2 separate regions of the Zea mays genome follow, and region 1 is linked to region 2. The links are chromatin contacts, called in public Hi-C maps. All regions are on one chromosome and are shown on one strand. The core of a region is the stretch at or near the end of the contact, and the rest is flanking DNA. Distances in the headings are between cores, read along the strand shown.

Region 1 (3,509 bases), core at 624-3,123, 76 kb after region 2:
CGGTGAATTATAGTGGACTAGCCGTTGGAGTTTCCCGAAGCTGGCGAGTTCCTGAGGCCGACCTCCCTTGGCGCACCGGACACTGTCCGGTGTACACCGGACACTGTCCGGTGTACACCGGACAGTCCGGTGTACACCGGACAGTCCGGTGAATTATAGCCGAGTCGCCTCAGGGAATTCCCGAAGGTGGCGAGTTTGAGTCTGAGTCCCCCTGGTGCACCGGACATGTCAGGTGGCACACCGGACAGTCCGGTGCGCCAGATCAGGGGTGCCTTCGGTTGCCCTTTTGCTCCTTTGTTGAATCCAAAACTTGGTCTTTTTATTGGCTGAGTGTGAACCTTTTACACCTGTATATTCTATACACTTGGGCAAGCTAGTTAGTCCAATTATTTGTGTTGGGCAATTCAACCACCAAAATTAATTAGGGACTAGGTGTAAGCCTAATTCCCTTTCACTTTTCTTCTTCTTTCTTTCTCGTTTCCAACTCAATTCTAATCAAGGCAAGAGACACCAATTGTGTGGTGGTCCTTGTGGGGACTTAGTGTCCCGATTGATTGAGAAGAGAAGCTCACTCGGTCTAGGTGACCGTGTGAGAGAGGGAAAAGGGTTGAAAGAGACCCGGTCTTTGTGACCACCTCAACGGGGAGTAGGTTTGCAAGAATCGAACCTCGGTAAAACAAATCACCGTGCCATCCGCCTTATTTGCTTGTGATTTGTTTTCGCCCTCTCTTTCGGACTTGATTATATTTCTAACGCTAACCTCGGCTTGTAGTTGTGCTCAAACTTTATAAATTTCAGATTTTCCTATTCACCCCCTCCCTCTAGGCGACTTTCACTACGCCGCGGACCGTCCGCGTCTACGCAGAAAGCACTGCCAGATGGTTCGTTTCAGTGTTTGGCGTTCAGATCGGCACCAACAGAAACATTGTTAAATATATTTTTATAATAAGGTTATTTATAAAGATATAAATATTAGTAATATTTTTTATAAATATAGTGAAACCTAATTAAGTTTTACTAGGACGAAGTGACGGACGGAGGGGGTATATATATAATATACGTATAGGTGCATGGTTCATGCATGCAAGTAATAATGTATATGACTCGGAATCCAAAGTGGGCAGCTACTTTTGTTCGGTCAAGATCAAGAGAATGAAAGCATGTACTAAAAATAACAGAGAAAAAGAAAGGTAGCGTAACGAGGGACTGAGGGAGCGCAGGCGTACTTGGAGAATCGGATGTACGTGTACGTGTGCGCTGTCCATAGACACGTACGCGAACTAGGCAGCAGTCTAGCAGCGGTACAAATAAGCGCGGCAGTGTCACTCACCTCACTGCTAGTGTGCTAGCTAGCTGCTACATACATTGTCACCTTAATTTCTATCAAGAAAATAGCTCGTCCCCGTCGTGCTAGCTAGGTTCGTTCCACGACCGGACGTACCCACAAAGGCGCGCCTGGTGATCCTAGCTAAAAAAAAGAGGCACGCCGCCGTACGTGTGCACTGGCCACTGTTCGGGGGTGCGACAAGCAGTCCCTGGTCCAGGCGCCGCCGAATGGTCTCGGCCAGCCGCCAGCCGGCCAATGGGACGAGATCGAGAGAAATGCACGCGCGGAGCCAGCAGACAGCAGCTAGCTAGCTCGGGGCCTAGCGCGTTTTGTTCGTCTACCGATCCCCAAAGCTACTAGCGGGCGGTGTAGGTAGCTAGGCGTCTTTGCCGGCCGGAGGCGGGCGCACATGGCCGCGGCCGGCGCCGGGCCGGGATGCCAAAAATGGCGGTGCCGTAGGCTTTTTTTAGGGGGTAGTGGGCGGGCAGGGGGGCTCCGAGGGCGCGGATCCGGCCGAGATCGTGCCGGCCCGCGTCGTCCTGCTGTCCGCCTGTGCGTGTCAGCGCGGGGTTGGCCGCGCGCCGACGCCGTCCGACCAGGGCCAAGATTAGTGCCGGTTTTCGCCGGTGCGTTGTTTCTTCACTGCCTCACCGGCATATATACATGGAAACAAAAGTTGATTAAGGAAAGAGAGAGAGGGAACAAGAGTACAAGACCAGTCGACCAAGCTTAAAATCTACTACTACTAGGTTAAAAGGCAGGCGAGCGAGCAGGCAGGAAAGGACCCGATCCGATCCTATGATTGATGGTATTATCGGTCGACCTTTAGCTAGCACTGGATCGGGCTTTTGCTGATCAAATCACCTTGGTCCAAAGAGTCGATCGTGGAGCACACGGACAGCGACGGCGACAGCGACCACTGCTGTCGTCCCTGAGTAATCCTTCGTCAATAAGTAAAGGACACAGAAAGACTGAGAAAGACGAATTTAATTTCATTTAGTTTTGTATCTAGCTGCAGCACTCACAAAGATCGTAGACATTCCGAAAGAGTACACATGTTAATCGGTGGCTACATATAATTAAGGGGGAGTCTTATGTGTGTTTGGTTAACAATTAGACAGAGGTATTTGGAACCTCTACTGCTAATTTTAGCAACTAACTTTTAGCTATAAAGATTTCAAACTGAGCCTAAACACGCAACCCTGGGTGAAAACGCAACACGATGGCAAAACACAACATAAGACGAGTCCTATAATTATTTGACCTTTTTTATGAAATAGGACCTCTATTGGGGTAGTTTTCAATGTTAAAGTTCTATATTTTAAAATACACTCCGTGTGGAATTCTGTCTAACCCTCTCAAGAAAAAATAGTGAAACCTAAAAAAACAAGCTCTAAGCAGATCTTATATCACATCCCTTATTTCAAACTTCTATGTCAAATGTCAAATAGTCCGAATCACCTAACAGAGATGTTTTATATTGCACGTATCCAAGCCCTTAAACCATCTTCATAACCACACAGACACAATAATCTCTAACCCCAACCAAAAAAACTTGATCATCTCAACAATCATTCATCACCACACAGTAACATAAATCAAGCGTGTGCTCGAATAAGAAACAAAACTTTCCCAAACCAGCATAGCGCAACCGCACTAAGGATCGACGCATGGCCACGCTGCTCACATTGTACTGGATCATTCCTGTAATTATTTTAGCTTTCCAGTGGTATCTGTACTTTTGCTTTCTTTCCCCGCTTCCATGATTTCCTATTGGCGGCACAAGGAGCGCCTTTTTTCCAACTTGGGCACAAGGTACGCAATCCGGACGAACATTAGCAAGTGGTATGAGCAGTATGTATACAAAATTTGCCAGTTGCAGAGTCGTACATTCTCTCTATTTAAAACTCTCTTCTATATACAACAGCAATCAATGAATTGCAAATACAGGCAAAAAAATATAAAAAACAAGAGCATAAATAACCAAATCCGGAACCTGAATACAGGCAGGCACTCATAACCGTACAGGGCTCCAAAGCAAGCACAACTATGTATCTCAAAGAGAAACCAAGCTCACCATATAATCAATCATGCGCCAACCTGACAACTCCGCTCGCCCTTGCCAATGTGCAATGCAAGCACTCCCATCTGGCCTGATCCATGTGACCAGATCCTCAGAAAA
Region 2 (3,238 bases), core at 620-3,119:
CGGTGCGGCGTTCAGGAGGAGGTTGCGATGCACCCCTCCCAGACGAAAAGCGACGGGCTGAGCTGGCCGCTGCACCGGCGCATGTGCTTCATCAGCTCCTCCTTGCTGCTGTGCCGCTTCGCCGTCATCAGGAGCTTGTTCTCGCCGCACGTGGCGCCGGGGACGGCGTCGTCGCCACTGTCCGGCGGCGCTGCGGCCGCGCTCAGCGCCGAGGCCGCTGCCAGGGCCGCGACCGCTGTGGTGGTGGACCCAGTGGAGCGCCTGGCCACCGGGTGCTGCGGAGCCGTGGCGCCGTCGCCGTCGCCGTCGATCTCGCAGGAGGTGACCGGCTCGGCGCCCACGAACTTGTTGATGACGAGCGCGGAGCGGTGCACCCGCGGGCCCCTCCCGCTGCGCGCCTGCGGCTGCGCGCTCACCTTCACCTCCACCACGGTGCCCCTGTCCACGACCTCGACCTCGTCCTCCTCGTCGTCCTCCTCGTCGGCCTGCTGCTCGGTCTCCGGCTCATCCGAGGCGGGCGCGGGCGCGGGGGCGGCCGTGTCCGCGAACGACAGGAGAAGGCGGCCGCCGCGGCGCTGCGCGCGGAACAGGGTGGACGACGCCACGGGCACGACCTTGACGAGCAGGCGGCCGTCCTGGCGCTTCTGCCTCATCTCCATGGTAGACTCCACCTTGCGCCGCGCCAGGGACGGCAGCGGCGGCGGGAACGCCCTGGGCGGGGCCGCGCGTTGGGCCACCACCTCCTCCTCCTCCTCCTCCCCCTCCCCGCGCTCGTCGTCGGAGCCCTGGCACGAGTGCTCGGTCGCGGAGCCGTCGGCGTCGGAGAAGCCGTCCGAGCCGGTCTCCGAGCCCAGGCTCTCGGTGCAGATCTCCAGGCTCTTCTGGGTGAGCAGGCTGGACGAGCGGCGCACGAGCGGGTGCACGTACGGCGCCTGCCTGGGCGCGGCGGGCGGCGGCGGCTTCTGCGCCTGAATCATGTTCCATATGTCGTCCCTCTCCGGCCGGTCGTCGTCGCCGCCGCGGTCCGTCTCCTTCAGCGTGACGGTAGCCTTCTCGGCGCCCGCAGCGGCGGCCCCGCCATCGCCAGCGCCCTGCTCGACGGCCTGCTGGCACGGGAGGAGCTGCTGCTCGGTGGTCTCGAACACTGTCAGTGCCATGTCTCCCCGGCCTGCTTGCTTGTCCTCGGCAAGTGACACTAGCTAGCCTATAGCAAGGCTACCCCTGTCTCAGCAAGTGCGTGCTGCAGGTTGCCACAAAAGGGAGTGACGGCGCGGCTAGTTTCTACGTTGTATATAGTTCTTGGTGCAGAGCGCGTTTGTGTTTAGGAAGCAGGGCAGAGCAAACCGGAGGAAGCAGAGCACGCCGCCGCGTTATTAATATAACCGGGAACGAGAAGAGAAGCTGGCTGCGGGGAGTGGATGGAAGGATAAGCTTTGGAGACTCTAACGCGCGTCCGGCCTGGGGTTTGGACCGATTTTTTCGCTCGTTTTTTGATGATCTATCGGTTTCTCTGTGTCTATCTATCGCACTCGCCCGCAGACTTCTCCTTTGGCTGGCGCTATAGCCGCTAAGCGAGAAGGAGAAGAAGGCTCGTGCTGCCGTGGAAGTGGAAGCGGAAGGCGTCAAGCACTTCAGCTCCAGATCGGGGGAGGTCACACGATAAGAAGAGGAGCGGCAGCGGCGGGGTATTTGTAGGGCGCCGAGGGGGAGCGCTCGGGCTCACCGGCCCAGAGCCCCAGAGCCTCTCTCTGCTCACCGCACACCCACACCCACCACTGCCACCCACTAGCATGGGGAGGACAAATACCTTCGCCTTTCTGAGGGCCCCTCGGTGACATATGCGCACTCCATTCGGGCATTTCAAAAAAAAAAAACCGTTGAAAACGAAACTTTATGGAGAGAAATGTATTGTTAAGTTGTACTCATCTGGAAGTGATTCCCTTGTGGCACACACTGTCCGCAATACAAAATGGTGTGGTTTATCCGTTTCTACTTATCAAGGCCTTGTATATAAGTAACTTGACATTTTCCCTGTCTGGTTTTGGTCTAGCTGTGGGGGGCTGTGGCTTGTTGCTGGCTAATTAGAACATAAATTTCTCGCTCAATACTTTTGCGTTACACTGCTGCTGAACGATAAAACACAGTAGATACCCGTATAGATTAAAGCCAAGTGAACAGACCATAGTCCAGATGGTCTTTAAATTTACAGTAGATTCAAGTGGGAGAGAAACGAAGAAGGAATGGAAGAAAGAAAACGGGCCATCAAATTGGTTACCGCTGCGTTTCTGATTTCGAACAGATCATGCGTATGGCGTAGATGCTCCCAAGTTCCAAGAGTAACCATGCGTATCTTCCGCCACCTTGGCAATCATTTTTTTTTGTGTGTGTGGCCATCCCTTCGTCATTCTTCTTTGGTTTTTAAAGGATTATTTTTTTTGCCGTGGAGATCGACTCCGATAAAAACTGGGGGTTTTATGATTCTCCTTTAAGATCGTATGCTATAACTCCACTTTTATTTCGATGAAAAGTGCAACTATATATCTGGTAGAGCTCTCTACAAATTCAACCGCGCATGCATGGCTCGAGAAGACGACAGATCTAGGTAGCTAGCAATACGTACGTACTTGAATGGATCCAATTATCCTACCTGTGAAAGAAACGGTAGAATTCCGTTCCTGGCATGTCCCGCTCGGAGCATAGTGTGCCTGCCTGTGCCTGTGCGTGCGAGACAAATGCCCCGGTTAGCGCGCAGCGCAGAAGGATCCAACTATCCATGCCACGCCCTGTGCCGAGCAGGTTCCAAATACCCCGGAATAAAGCCTCTTGTCCCCACGCACTGCAACGCCGCAACGTTCACCCTGCCACGCTGCGAATCCTCCTGCCGCGCGGGGCGCTGCGCCGGGGGCCGGGCGGCGGGATTCGCCCGTTCCAGGTCTCCAGCGCGGCGCCTTCTTCCTCCGCGCGCGACCCCGCAGTCCACGCATCCTCTGCACGCGAGCGACTGGATCGATGCCGCCATTCGGCGCGCCGGAGTGGGCCGGATATGCCGCGCCGCGGCGAGGGTGCACCGGCGAGTGTGGGACGGACGGACAACGAGGAGGGGAAGAAAGAGTTCGGTGGCCGAGTGGTTGCGCTGAGGAGCTACTGTATCTTCGGTTCATTTTTCCGGAACTTGGGTCTACGACGCATACGCTGCAGGTTCACCAGTGTGCTGCGACGCGCCACGCTTCACGCCAGC

What was found. A called contact is a pair of places that touch in the nucleus more often than the background predicts.
Region 1: a contact with region 2 is called in a Hi-C map of tassel, with 4 times the contacts expected there. The contact joins the enhancer-like site here to the promoter of LOC103634046 in region 2. A contact is called at or near these places in 7 of 25 Hi-C or Micro-C datasets (bundle sheath, ear, endosperm and 2 more).

What each region holds. Positions count from the first base shown.
Region 1 is chr1:37,154,453-37,157,961 of Zm-B73-REFERENCE-NAM-5.0, forward strand. It overlaps LOC100383753, which reads right to left. Exons shown (of 20, transcript NM_001362129.1): 20 at 3,208-3,509. Among protein-coding and RNA genes, the nearest start is that of LOC100383753, 15 kb to the right of the region's middle. Within about 2 kb of position 1,874, at least 20 of the 20 cell types and tissues checked have an H3K27ac peak or open chromatin away from gene starts, as enhancers often do. A contact at or near this core is called in bundle sheath, ear, endosperm and 2 more, where this site is marked.
Region 2 is chr1:37,078,213-37,081,450 of Zm-B73-REFERENCE-NAM-5.0, forward strand. LOC103634046 (protein FAF-like, chloroplastic) reads right to left here and starts at 1,870. Exons shown (of 1, transcript XM_008655674.4): 1 at 1-1,870. The coding sequence starts at 1,157. The coding sequence ends at 12.